Regions from separate parts of the Mus musculus genome. Here region 2 is linked to region 1. Evidence: chromatin contacts called from public HiChIP or PLAC-seq data. All regions are on one chromosome and are shown on one strand. The core of a region is the stretch at or near the end of the contact, and the rest is flanking DNA. Distances in the headings are between cores, read along the strand shown. Region 1 holds the start of Il12b (interleukin 12b). Region 2 overlaps Rnf145 (ring finger protein 145).

Region 1 (6,747 bases), core at 1,376-3,875:
TCCTTCCTTTACTCCTTCCCTCCCTCCCTCTCTCCCTTTCTTCATTTCTCTCTGAAACACAGACACACACACACACACACATACACACACACTGAATGTCATCCTGGATTATCTGTTATCTGGAAATATGGAGTCATCTGGAGAGAGAAGCTAGTTGGCAGACTAAGCCAAGTCTCTAACTGATCCAGATGTGGAGTCAATTCTGTTAGGTCCAGCAAGAGACCAAAGCCATGGATGTACTCACTAAAGGCTGCTGAAGGGCTGCAGAGATAACTGAGTGGTAAAGCTATCGACTAACATGTGGAAAATGTGTGTTCATAGAAACTCTTGTGGCTGCTTTTGAAACTTGGGTCGTGATATAATCCAGGCCTGTTCATTTCCCAACCACTACATAAAAGGAATTTTCAGAATCATCATATAACAAGATCCTACTTAAACAACCAAATATATACAGGGGGCACAGGCGGCTCAGAGGAACACACATCAAAGCACAGGTAATGTCTACTGCCAGGAGTCTCTATGTCAAAGCTTCAGCTTCTTATTCAAGGTGTATTTTGCTTTGGAGTTTTTGACAATAGCAAGGATGCATGTTTTGCTTTGCATTGTCTGAAAACTAATGTTTTAAAGCACACATGATTTATATTGTATTAGAAAAGTATACTAAAGGCTTATAGCCATCTTTTGATAAGGGAAGGGGCCTTTTGGTATTACATACATACATCTGTACGTACGTGTGTGTGTTGGGGGGGAGGGGTTCAATCACAGCCAAGTAGCTTCAGCCTGATTATGAGCCACACTGTTATTCTGCACATCATTCCCTTGTGTCTTGTATTCCTCTAACTGTTTTTGACCTAGCCCCAAGAGCTACCTCAAGCCCCCTCCCCCCCCCCTAGCCTTCCCTCCAGCTCCAAATAAGCCCATGGAGCTATTCTTCGGCCCCATATTGCTTTGTTCGGTTTTCCTCATGAAATCGCTTTCTTGTGGCTCATAATGATAGCTTGTCTAAGCTCAGGGGACATTTGCATGAGCTTTGCATGTATGTTGTCACAGCTTGTCTCAGCTCAGGGGACATTTACAACCCTGCACTGCAGCAGTGAGGCTAAGAGGAGTTATGTACCTTGTCAAGATCCAGTTCCTCGAGAGGCCAAAGATGGTGCTCTAACGAACTCCCGATCTGTCCTTGGGAGAGATGGGCAGAGGTAACCATGAGCTTTGCATGTAGGGTCAGTGTGACCAGCAATCTTAGTCACAGAGATTATGGCTGTCCTCAGAGATCCCCTAAAACTAGCACATTATTTTTTACTGCTATTTCACTATGCAACGAAACCTACTTTGTTCACTTAAGAATGATCTTGTATGCAAAACCAGTTTCACTCGAAGCCTAGGAGTACAGGGATGCCACTAGCTAGCTTGCTGTGACTGATGTCTCCACCCTCAGTTTGAAGCCGATCAGGACCAAAGAGGGATTGCAGCTGGGCTGCTGGAGTGAGGAAGTGTGTGGCTGGGAAGCTCCGCAGTTCTCTCCCCCTCCCCGCGCCCCAGGCAGACTGACACTTGGAAGAAAGTTAGGCCGGAAATCTACACCGCCCGAAACCTGACAGGGTCCAACCTCAGCCCTAGGAACTTCCCAGGAGGCGGGAACCCAGGCCAGGGACAGGAATGGAGAAGCGGCGGGTTGTGTCCCTTGCGTCCCAACCGCGAGGATGTCCTCGCTTCGCGCCCTCTATCGGCGGCTCTGAGAGTGGCTCTCATCTGTATGCGAACTGGATGTGCAAGAAGAGCTAATATTTCTGAGCACGGATGAGGAAGGGAGGTAACATCAACTTACAGGATTGCACACCTCTTTGCAATTTTAAACTCCTCAAGAAGAGAAACTACAAAGGGTTTATAGGACCACAGACACGTTATTACTGAAGTGAGAATATAGTATGGGTACCCAAAAGAGTGACCTTTGAATCATCTGTACGCTTGCCTATGTCTAGCTCAGTTCATGCTGCTATCAATCCATGAGTAAGGACCTATAAGCATAAGAGACGCCCTCAAAACACTATGACTTTTATTAGTTATTCACCTCCCCAGAGCTGTCCCTGGATACAGACAACATAGGTATGAGGTAGGGGGTACGTGGAGCCAAACAGGAGGTAATACCTTCTGAATTTAGATGCTAACAAGAAAACATGGGGAAAGGTGGCCCAGATACACTAGGCCCTTTATTCTTTGGGCCTGTAACACCTACTTATTTGATTGTGGCATGAACCATGAACTCGGTTTGGGGCAAGTCCTTCCTTTTTCTGCAGTCTGTGGAATCGGGAGAGGTTAGCCATTGCCGCCTCTATTCACCTTAGGCATGATGTAAACAGAAATTAGTATCTCTGCCTCCTTCCTTTTTCCACACCCCGAAGTCATTTCCTCTTAACCTGGGATTTCGACGTCTATATTCCCTCTGTATGATAGATGCACTCAGGGAGGCAAGGGGGGGAGGGAGGAACTTCTTAAAATTCCCCCAGAATGTTTTGACACTAGTTTTCAGTGTTGCAATTGAGACTAGTCAGTTTCTACTTTGGGTTTCCATCAGAAAGTTCTGTAGGAGTAGAGTATATAAGCACCAGGAGCAGCCAAGGCAGCAGAAGGAACAGTGGGTGTCCAGGCACATCAGACCAGGCAGCTCGCAGCAAAGCAAGGTAAGTTCTCTCCTCTTCCCTGTCGCTAACTCCCTGCATCTAGAGGCTGTCCAGATTCAGACTCCAGGGGACAGGCTACCCCTGAACCAGGCAGCGTGGGAGTGGGGTAAGTGGATTCTGGGAGCATCTCGGATGGCTTTCCCCGCTGGTGGAAACCAGGGGCTTTGACGACAGGGGCTTCAAATAGTCATTTAAAAAGTCAGCTAATTACAGATGTGATGGCGCACACCTGTAATCTCCAAATCTGGGAGGCAGGAAACAGAATGCACAGGAGTTTAAGGCCAGATTCAGCTGTGTAATGAGTTTGAGAGAGTCTCAAAAAATTGAGCTACTAATAATATGTGCCAAGCATTGTGGACAGATGTGTATTTGATAGAAAGGTTTGCTTTGTCTATATAGACACATATACTATGTGCATTTTCTTAAGTATTAATGCATATGTGTTAAGGAGTGTTGTTAAAATTCTGTTCTTGCCTTAAGAGTGAAACTTAAAAAAAAAAAAAGCCTTTCATGTACCCCTTCAAGCCTAAGCTCATCACTGAATGTCCTACCTGTGATGGCCTTTAGAATCAGCTATGATAATCAAAGTGGAGAGCTGGGTTTGGGGGTTCCTTTGGATTTTAACTAACTTTGCCACCTCTTCAAAACTGGAAAGCCCAAGGCATGTTCCAAACTATTTCCTAAAGGGTTCTAAAATCTGTGAGAAAGGGAAGGCTAATCTTCATGGGTTGGCTTCCTCTGCTTGCCCAGGTGAAATCATGAGCACCAGATGGGGCAGGGTGATGGGGCAGGGTGACATCTTGCTTTCACCCAGGGATCACTGAGCCTCAGCTGGGGGCTCCGTTTGTTCAAGCAAGGCATTTCAAGATGAAGTTAGGTCACCCCCAAGAATTCATTTTGCTGAGATCTGAAATACTGTGATTATTGCACCAACAATCCATGGACTCTCTCTAGGCTAGATTCTGGATATAAGACTAGACAGATATGACCTCTGTCACACACCTCGGTATGGGAAAGGGGGGACAGACATTAAAGACGTAATCAAATGATTGTCATTTCAGCGATGCTGAAGGGGAAGAGTAGCTATTTGGGGTCCTGTTTTCATTTGGGGCTCAAGCTGGCACTTTCTGTGGATCATTTCATGAACTCCTAACCTGACAGAGTTATTTTTAATCTAGGAGTACAGGCTTGACAAAGTCAACACAACTTGTCAAGGTCACATAACTAACAAGTGGCAGACTGAGGTCTGTTTGGCTGTAGAACCAAGGCCCTTTGCCCGTGCCCTCCTTGCCATCCCTGACAGCCACGCCATCTGTACTGTGCATTGTTGTTTCTGGGCATTTTTATTTTTACATATCATTTCTCTTTTAAATTAAAGAATAACAGAATGAAACTTGCAAAAGGGATGTCCACTCAGGCACCCGCTGGCAGCAATGTTTGGAAGCATTTGCATGCTCTAGGGAGCTAGAGTATCCAGCCCAGGGTTCCTGTGCTCTTTGCACAAGACTTTCAGGACTTAAGAAAACTAATGAAAACAAACAAACAAACAAACAAACAAAAAAGAATTGTTAAAACATAGCATATGGAAGAATTGTGGAGTGAGAGGGAAACAAAGCCCAGCATCTGCCAATCAGCCTGAAAGCCAAAGCCTGGCTACATACTGCACACTTTTTTGCTTGTGCAGATTTGATTAAGAGGCGACCTGCCATCATCTCCACCCTCTGCTGGTCTTCTATGATCTAAGATGTAGGTGATGCCGAAATGAAGATTGTTCCTTGGACCATTGCCAGGGCTCCCTTCAGCCTGAAATATGGTTCACGTGTGATGCTCAAGTGCATCTGAGGCTGACAGAGGAAATGCTTGGCATGTAGCCAAAGGGGAAATCCCTGTGTTGAGAGCATATGAAGAGATCACCAGGAGATGCCAGGAATCTCTGCCTTTTTTCCCTGCCCAGAGTCCTACCATCTGGGTTTCACAGCCGTGTATAATTGCATCACCTTCTCTGGGCATTTCTCTCTACAGCCTGGCAGATTTTTATTTTTCAACCCAGTGTGCACAAAACAGAAAGAATTTCAATTTTTTTCCTTAGCTTTTTACTAGTGCAAGGTATTATACAATGTCATCTCACTGCATGCCCAATAGCTCTTGAAGATCACATAAGCCTTATGTCTTTTTATATGAAGGCAGTCGGGCTCAGAGGAACTAAACCAACACCAAACAGCTACTGAGTAGTAGGGCCAGAATCCAAGTCCATGTCTGCTTGACTCCAAGCCTATGAATGTAGCAACCAGCACCATTTCAGCTTGTACTTGTCTTGACTATATGATAATTTGGACCTAGACATGTCCTGACTCCTAGTCCTGTCTCTGTCATGAAAAAGAAATCATAGCAGGGCCCTCAAGAGGTTAGCAGTACTTCTGTTCTCTCAAAGGTCGTGATTTCTGACCAAGGCCTGTTTATTTTTAAGGCATTTGCCTATAACATTTAAGCCTTAATTCATATGGGTTAGACTGTGGTCTCTCAAATCTTGTTCCTGACGGGCGGTGGCACCCTCCAGGATAGATGAAAAGTATTTCTGAAGGGAATTAGTAATCTACACTGATTATCTCAACCACATTTATGAGTGAGGTATAATCTTTACAGTCTAAAGGTTTGTGTTGCCCTGGTGTTAATCTAGACTGGGTTACAATACAGGATGGTTACTGACTTATCTATTTCATGATAGGTTAATCAATATGGTACAGTCTTCTGCCAAAGAACACCTTGAATTTTAGGAGTTCTGGACTCTCAAACCTAGCTAGCACATTTGCCCTCACAATGTGTTCAATGGATCATAACATCAGCTTTCAGCACCTCCAAGACATGTTAAGTCAGACACTCTGTTCTGGGCTGAGACCCAACAGTCTCCGTGAACCCAGGTTATACACACACCCAAGCTTAAGAAATGCTGCATTTTGTTGTGAGGGAGAGAATTATTTTAGAATTTGGAGTAATCTCTGCCTAGGTTTAAAAAAACCTAATCCACTACAGGTCCTTGTCAGAACTTGAAAGTTTACCCTGTGTCACCTTTCCCACACCTAAGCTGGTCCTCTAGCCTGGGGCATCCCAGTGCCTACTGCACAGCAGGGTGATTCGGATGCCCAGTGACACTGTTCTCGTCCATACTGGCAGCATGGCAGTACTTTCCCATTCTGTTCAAAGCTCTTTGGGTATTATGTTAATATTACAATCATAACTAAGGAAATATCTGATGACTGTGGACCTGGGAAGCCACGGTCATCTCTAAGTTTATGTTTCTGAACCTTAAAAAAAAATAAATAAGATGGGTGTGGTGGCTCTCGCCTTTAATCCCAGCACTCAGGAAGCAGAGGCAGGTGGATCCCTGTGAGTTTGGGGTCAGCCTTATCTACATAGAGTTCCAGGACAACGAAGGCTGAAAGTCTGTCTTAAGAAGAGGGAGGGAGGAGATGATTGTGGATATCAGGAAGACAGTTCAGCAGGTCACATTACTTCTGCACAAGCCTGGTGACCTGGGTTTGAACCCTGAACCCAGAGTGAAAGGAGACAGTCAACTCCCAAAAGTTGTCCTCTGACCTCCACACATGCACACATACAATAGTCATACATCAATATATTTTTAAAAAACAAAATGGTATCAGGTAGCTGGGCCCTATGATTATTTAAGCTCCAGGTAGCCTCTAGTTCTTTATTTGGAGATGTTTTTACCCAAATCTAGAAGAGACCTCCTATAATCCTGGTCCAACAGTGTGAAAAGAAAGGGGAAAGTGAGTATTTGGAAGGCAGATAAGCTGTTGATCGGGTTAATTGGATAACAGTTGACATTCTCTCTCCCATTTCCCCGCCTTTTCCTTCTCCTCTGCTCCCCTTCTTCCTCCCTCCTGCCCCTCCTCCACACAGATGTGTCCTCAGAAGCTAACCATCTCCTGGTTTGCCATCGTTTTGCTGGTGTCTCCACTCATGGCCATGTGGGAGCTGGAGAAAGACGGTAAGCAGCCTTTTCCCTGTTTTCTTTGGAGCGCCAGCACCTAAACTTGATCTCCAGGCA
Region 2 (6,856 bases), core at 1,421-3,920, 150 kb after region 1:
AAACAAAACAAAACAAAAAAGACCTGATTCAGAGTCATTTAGAAATAATTTAAAAATTCAAGTTTATTTATTGACTCCTCAGATGAAGCTATTGTTTTGTTTGGTTTTCTTGTTTGTTTGTATTTAGGAGTCATTTGTTTTGCTTTGATTGTTTGAGACAGGGTCTTGCTCTATAAATGGGGGAGAGGAAGGGGCTCAAAGTTCTCCGTCTGCTTCCCTCACACTCCTGGCCTCTTCTCTCTGCTTCCCTGACTCTTCATGGGCAAGTGGTGCCACATGCACAGTTTGATCTCTATCTGTGTCCTTTCCTTTCCTTTCCTTTCCTTTCCTTTCCTTTCCTTTCCTTTCCTTTCCTTTCCTTTCCTTTCCTTTCCTTTCCTTTCCTCTCATTCCTCCCCTCCCTCCCTCATTCCCTCCCTCCCTTCCGCCCTTTCTTGCTTTATTTCTGACAGCCCCTTACAAAACCCAGGTGGGCTTTGAACTCACAAAGTAGCCAAGGATGACCTTGAACTGCTGGCTCTCCTGAAAGCAGGGGTTTTATGCAATGCTAGGGATTGAACTCAGGGATTTGTTCTTGCTTATGTTAGAAACAAAGAAAAATCAGGTTGTACAAAGAAACATATGAAGGAAGTAGAAGGCCGCCAGGCAGTGGTGGTGCACGCCTTTAGTCCCAGCACTCGGGAGGCAGAGGCAGGCGGATTTCTGAGTTCGAGGCCATCCTGGTCTACAGAGAGAGTTCCAGGAGAGCCAGGGCTACATAGAGAAACCCTGTCTCTAAGAAACCAAAAAAGAAAAAGAAAAAAAAAAAAAGGAATGGAAAATGGAAGAAGCTAGGCGTGCATCTTTTTCTGCAAGAAGGGTAGGACAGGCCCCATCCCTAGCCAGCAGGCGTGAGCACACGGGGGGGGGGGGGGGGGCAGGAAGGTCACTTGGAATTTATTCCAATGCATGTGGTGACTGCCTTTCCTCCATTGCCTGGGGTCTGACTCAGTCTTTCGAAGTTGACTTGTCTTAAAGAGTCAGCACAAAGGAAGTCCAGGTCAGGGGTCAGGAGTCAGGTCCTCACACCATCATCCAGTTAGAGTAATGCAGCCAGGCCTTTTCAGTACACAAAGGTCTTGTCGGGTGGAGATTAAAAGGTTAGCATAGGTAGGAAATTCATGAAATTTGGGGCCTTAGACTGGGTAGAGTGCCTTTATAGAAAACAAAAAAAACACCCCATGGCCCCTTACACTGGCAGGTACTCTACCAGCCAACCTACACCCTTGGCCACCTTTACTTCCTCGCCCTACGCTTGCTTGATAGCTTGTTTGCGTGCTTGCTTGCTTTTCTTCCTCCCTCCCTCCCTCCCTCCCTCCCTTCCTTCCTCCTCCCTCCTTTCCTTCCTCCCCCTCTTTTCCCTCCCCCCATTTCTTCCTGTACTTATTGAGTGTGTGCACACGTGTGTCATGTGCTCATGCCTTGATGAGTGTGTCCGTCAGAGGGCAGCTTGCAGGAGTTGCTGTTCTTCTTCCGTCCTGTGGGTCAGGTCATCAGCTTGTTCCCATAGATGCTTCTTACTGTTTGTATTTATCATCATATCAAAAATAGTTCATAGAGGCTTGTGGTTCTTAAGGGGTTTTTAAATATCGGAGAAGATTAATTTTTAAACAGCTAGTCATTACTTTGAAAGGCTAAAGTGATTAGCTATGTCTCAGGCTTACTTACTGCTGCTGGAAGTGAGCGTCTTGTTGTCAGAAACATGTACATGGCTGAAGCACAATGTTAAAAATAAAAGTGCTGAATAGATACAGTCCTAAGTGAACCACCCACCATGCCAGAGACCCCACACAGGAAGCGAGGGAACCGACTCTGAAGCCAAGCCTCTTAGAAGACAGTATTAAAGAGAGGGAAACAGAGGTCAAAGGACTGCCCAGATCTCTATACAGAGAAGACTCAGGGGTGCACCACTAAGAGGGTTGTGTGTCTGGGGACGGATCTAGGCTGGCCAGCTAAAGCTGGTCATCCAGAACTCAGCCACACGTGGCTGCCAAGCACTGGAAATGCCCCTCTCACACATGGTACTCCAGGTACACTTAGTGCAAGTAAAACATCTCTAATATGTGCTGATAAGATTTAAGGTATACTTGATTTTGTAAAATATATTGTTTTTACCTTTTTCTGTTACTTTTTGAAATGAGACACCTAGAGGAAAAATGTAGATTCTGTCTGTAGCCCCTCTCTTTCTTCTGATGTGACGTCCAGGACCAGCAATGGACTGTTGAGCTTCTGCACGTGGAGTGAAAATTCTTGCAGGGTTTTCCCTGCGTGTTCTGAATTGTAAAGGCCAAGGCTGGGCTCCCTGAAGCCTGGGAAAGGTGGCTGAAACCTGCACAGCACTTTGTCTTGAATTTCCAAATCTCGGGGGTGGGGTGGGGTGGGGTCAGAGCTGGCCAGTGCTGATGCCTTCTCAGGTGCTACTTGAGGGATCCCTAGTGATGAGGGCAGTCTTGGAGGCACACGTATTTGTCTCCGGGAAGAAAACCAGTTGGGCTTGTCTAGTTCAAAGGGCACCAAAAAGACGTCATTCATTCAGCCAAACAGGAATTGACCCACTTGCCCACAGTGCTGCAGATTGACGGAAGGAGCAGGCAGCAGAGCTCTTCCTGCTCTGCCCGGTGTAGGCTGGCTGTTTTTGCAGAGGAGGGGGGGCCTTCAGCTGTGCTGCTTCTCCTCCTCTTCCTCCTTCCTTTACCCGCTCTTTACTGTCTCATTTTCTCACCAGTTCTCTTTCTCCCCCACCCTTTTCTTCTTCCTCGTACCCTGTTTGAGTTGTTTGGTCATTTGAGGCAGACTCTGCTCTGGTCCAGGCTGGCCTGGTTATGTTCTCACTGTCAGTATCTTAACTAAGAACTAGTTGATGAGGAAAGAAAATGATGTCTGTGCCATATTAAAGGGTGGCTTTTTTTTCCCTCACATTGATGTTTTTTTTTTGTTGTTTTTGTTTTTTTTTTTTGTTTTTTTTTTTGTTTTTCGAGACAGGGTTTCTCTGTATAGCCCTGGCTGTCCTGGAACTCACTTTATAGACCAGGCTGGCCTTGAACTCAGAAATCCACCTGCCTCTGCCTCCCGAGTGCTGGGATTAAAGGCGTGCGCCACCATGCCTGGCTCATATTGATTTTTAAAGTAAATTCTCTCTGCTGTTTCAGTAATAATGAGCTTCTGGGTTGGAGATGCCGCTCTGTAGTGGGACCATCAGCTCAGCAGGATGAGGCTCTGCGTTCCATTCCCAGCACTACAAAAAGAGAACTAACAAACACAAAAGCAGTCTTTTAAAGAAAAACCAGAGCCATTTAAATGTTCCATGAGTTCCTGGAAGTTCAACCCTCCCAGAGTTTTTTCTAATTGTGGAGTCATGAATTCAGAGTACAGAGTCTAGAGTGCTTCTGATTTACTCAGTGTGACCATTGGGGTAGGGGCCTCGCGGAGGGAGCTGTAGGGGATTTCACTGAGTCCCTTGCAGCAGCAAGGATCACTAGTCCTAGAGGAAAATGCCTTCTGAGGCATGGTCCCTCAGAGGAGATGTGGACATGTGGCCAGAGCAAGTCCTGCCTGCCGGGGCCTGGACGCGGGGACTTCAGAGCTGGGCGAGGGGTGGGGATTGGAGGGAAGTTTCCATCCTGCTGACCAGGGAAACCGAGGGAGGCATCACACCACAGCTTCTGCTGCCCGAGCACTTCCTCCCAGCCTTTGCTTTTCTGCTTTCACTTTCTGATTTTATTTTAATAAAGGAAATGTTCCCATTCTTATCATCAAAAATGGGCTAATTATGATGAAAACGAGCCTCCTCCTGCAGCCTCTCCCGCATGCTCCATCTGCCCCAGCCTCTCTAAGTTCCTGGTGACCCTTCCTCCCCGGCTGGGTGCTCTTCCTTGTGGAAATCCAGCCGCCCTACTCGTGCATCCTCCTCCTTGCCAGCTCTCTCCCTCTCTGTAGTTTCTCAGTCTTTGAAGGGAGTTGTGCTTTTGTTTGGCTTTCTGATTCATCAGCTCTGTCTCCAGTGGTTTCACATTTTAAGTTTTGTTCTGCGTTCTTTCTGACACTTGTTCTATTGACTGTTTCCTCTTACTTTTTAAATGTTTACTTCTCATATGAAGCATTTAACTTTTTGGAGGAAGACTTGGTTCTTTTTGTTTTTTTTGTTTGTTTGTTTTTTTCGAGATGGGGTTTCTTGTGTAGCCCTGGCTGTCCTGGAACTCACTCGAACTCAGAAATCTGCCTGCCTCTACCTCCCGAGTGCTGGGATTAAAGGCATGCGCCGCCAACGCCCGGCTGAAGACTTGGTTCTTTAAGTTTATCTGGAGGTGTATGTCAGAGCCCATAATTTTTTTTTTTCCCTATCAGGCTTCTAGTGTACCCTGTAGTCCTAGGGTAGCTAGGAAATGGAGGCAGGAGGATCCTGAATGTGAAGCCAGCCTGGGTGACTGATCCACTTTAAGCAAATATTAGGAAGCATCCTGGTTTATGCTTACTCATGTGTATTATAAAAGTGCAGGGTTATCATAAATATATATGCTTATTCCTACAAGTACTTCATAATTATGTGACATGGGGAAAAGCTGAATGCTGATACATCAGACACACTCAACATAATGTACCTGACAGGTGATAGCAATGCCTACTGTGGGGTAGACCTGGGCCAACAGTGAATGGAGCGGGGCAAGTCGTTTGCAGAACAGTTGAACACTCTGATCATTATATAAATAAAATATGGGTGTGTGATACGGGGCTGGAGAAATGATGGCTCACTGGTTAAGAACGCTTTCTGCTCTTGCTGAGGACCCAAGCTTGATTCCCAGCACCCACACCTGTCTGCTCACTACTGTCCTACAAGCCCAGCTCTAGTTCTAGGGGTTCTGACCCCCTCTCTGGCCCTCCCTGGCGTACACATGTATGTGCCCATGCACATAACGCACATGATAAAGTATAGTAAAATATTTTAAAAGCAAAAGACATTAACATCTCATATTCAGAGTAAATCTGGAAGGTTGCTGAGTATGCAAACAGCTGTCGCACAGTGGGTTTCACATGCTGGTGTCGCACAGTAGGCTTCATGCTCACCAACGTTCCTGGCTAGGGAGCTGCTGGTGCTGCCTGTGGGTGGCGGGAGCAGAACTCCTTTCTCTGCACTCCTCTCTGTGAGCCTCAGCCCTCTGAGAAGAACAAAGCATGCAAGCCTTTCAGCCTTCCCGCTCGGGATTGGGCTGTTTGGAGGTTTATGTGGTTTAGTCAGAGATTAGGAGCCTCAGAACAGATGGCATCTTGTTGAAGTGTGATGATGGGCAGCCAGCCTTTATCTTGGCTTTATGCTTTGCATATGTAAGTGCAGAATACTCAGGATCCAAAACCTTTGAGAAAGAAGCTGTATGGAGAGCAATTGACTTGTTGCGACACTGAAGTAGACATTTAAAAATCCTTCCTCTGTTCCTCAAACCATCACAAATGTGATTAAAAACTGTAGAGGGTTATTTATTTTCTGAATCAGCCTTTGGGAGTAAGTATTCCAAGTTCATCATGCAAATATGTAATTATAACTAGATGAAATGAAAATCTGATTTAAAGTATCGCTCAAGTCTTTAGACTTATTCAAAAGCTGTGATAACATCCTTAATTTTTTTAAAAACATTTTTGGGATGTGTGTGAGAGTGAGGAGGGGGGAGAGAGAGAGAGAGAGAGAGAGAGAGAGGGAGAGAGAGAGAGAGAGAGAGAGAGAGAAGGAGAGACACTGATGTTAGAGGACACTGACACTGTTTTGGGAGTTCTCTTATTCCACTATGGCTTGGGGCTCTAACATAGGTCCTCAGGCTTGACAACAAGTCAGGCCCCAGAGCATCCTCCTCTTCCTCCTTGTCCCTGTCTTCCTCCTCCTCCTCCTCACCATCATCATCACCACCACCATCATCATCTTGTCCAGATGCTCAGGGTTAATGCTGTCTGTTCCCCTTCCAGGTCAGTTAGTGGTGTGCACCTTGTGCTCCTGCGTTATGAAGACGAAGCAGATCTGGCTCTTCTCGGCACACATGCTTCCTCTGCTGGCTCGCCTCTGCCTCGTTCCTCTGGAGACCATCGTCATCATCAACAAATTTGCTATGATTTTTACAGGATTGGAAGTCCTGTACTTCCTAGGGTCTAATCTCCTAGTACCGTATAACCTCGCTAAGTCTGCATACCGGGAGTTAGTTCAGGTAAGCGTGCTGGGCACACGCGGCTCAGTACATTCCCCTGTCCACCTGTGGCTGTGGGGACGCTCTCTCCAGCTCCTGTTCTCATCAGGGGAGGCAGTGAAGGAGCGAATCTGCAGATGCAGAGCACTTGGGTTCATGCCCCTAGGCTGAACCTATGTGACTTTGACATAATCACATCTCTCTACTTTCTATGAAAGGAAGCTGATTGTACCACAGCACTGTGCTCTCCTGCTCAGGGTAACTATGAGATCCAGATAAGCTTTGGGTCAGGCAGGCGATGTGCGCTATGTCTTAACTATTATTGTAAAGACAACAATAAGAAAATACCTGACGACAATCATTGATTTCTCTTCTGACTCTACTTCTACTGTGTCAGCAGTGTCTTCCCTTTGTTTACCTAGCCTGTTTAACCTAGGAAGCTAAACAGGTTGGAGTTACAGAGTGATAGGTCTCATTTAGCAGCAGTGCCAGAGGCTGGCACACAGAATGTGCTGCTTGTAATTGTCTCTCTCCTCTTCTTTGCCTTCGCTCAAGGACAGATGACCCCAGATTAGACATTCGGGAAAAACTTGCTTCTACTTGTGACCAATTGATAAGCTTCATTGTAAATGCAGGGTGTTGGTTCGGTTTCT

Evidence for each region. HiChIP or PLAC-seq counts read pairs in DNA pulled down with a chosen protein or histone mark.
Region 2: a contact with region 1 is called in an H3K4me3 HiChIP or PLAC-seq map of bone marrow-derived macrophages, with 3 times the contacts expected there. The contact joins the enhancer-like site here to the promoter of Il12b in region 1. A contact is called at or near these places in 2 of 39 promoter capture datasets (the C10 cell line and pre-B cells), 1 of 15 datasets of contacts at CTCF or cohesin (pro-B cells), 3 of 484 Hi-C or Micro-C datasets (Th2 cells, double positive thymocytes and nephron progenitors), 1 of 115 datasets of contacts at active chromatin or transcription factors (bone marrow-derived macrophages) and 2 of 9 other capture datasets (adipose tissue and liver).

What each region holds. Positions count from the first base shown.
Region 1 is chr11:44,397,438-44,404,184 of GRCm38.p6, forward strand. It overlaps Il12b (interleukin 12b), which reads left to right and starts at 2,626. Exons shown (of 8, transcript NM_001303244.1): 1 at 2,626-2,681; 2 at 6,600-6,687. The coding sequence starts at 6,600.
Region 2 is chr11:44,542,776-44,549,631 of GRCm38.p6, forward strand. Rnf145 (ring finger protein 145) reads left to right here. Exons shown (of 11, transcript NM_028862.4): 5 at 5,989-6,224. Among named protein-coding and RNA genes, the nearest start is that of Gm51891, 15 kb to the left of the region's middle. Within about 2 kb of position 2,671, at least 125 of the 459 cell types and tissues checked have an H3K27ac peak or open chromatin away from gene starts, as enhancers often do. A contact at or near this core is called in Th2 cells, adipose tissue, bone marrow-derived macrophages and 3 more, where this site is marked.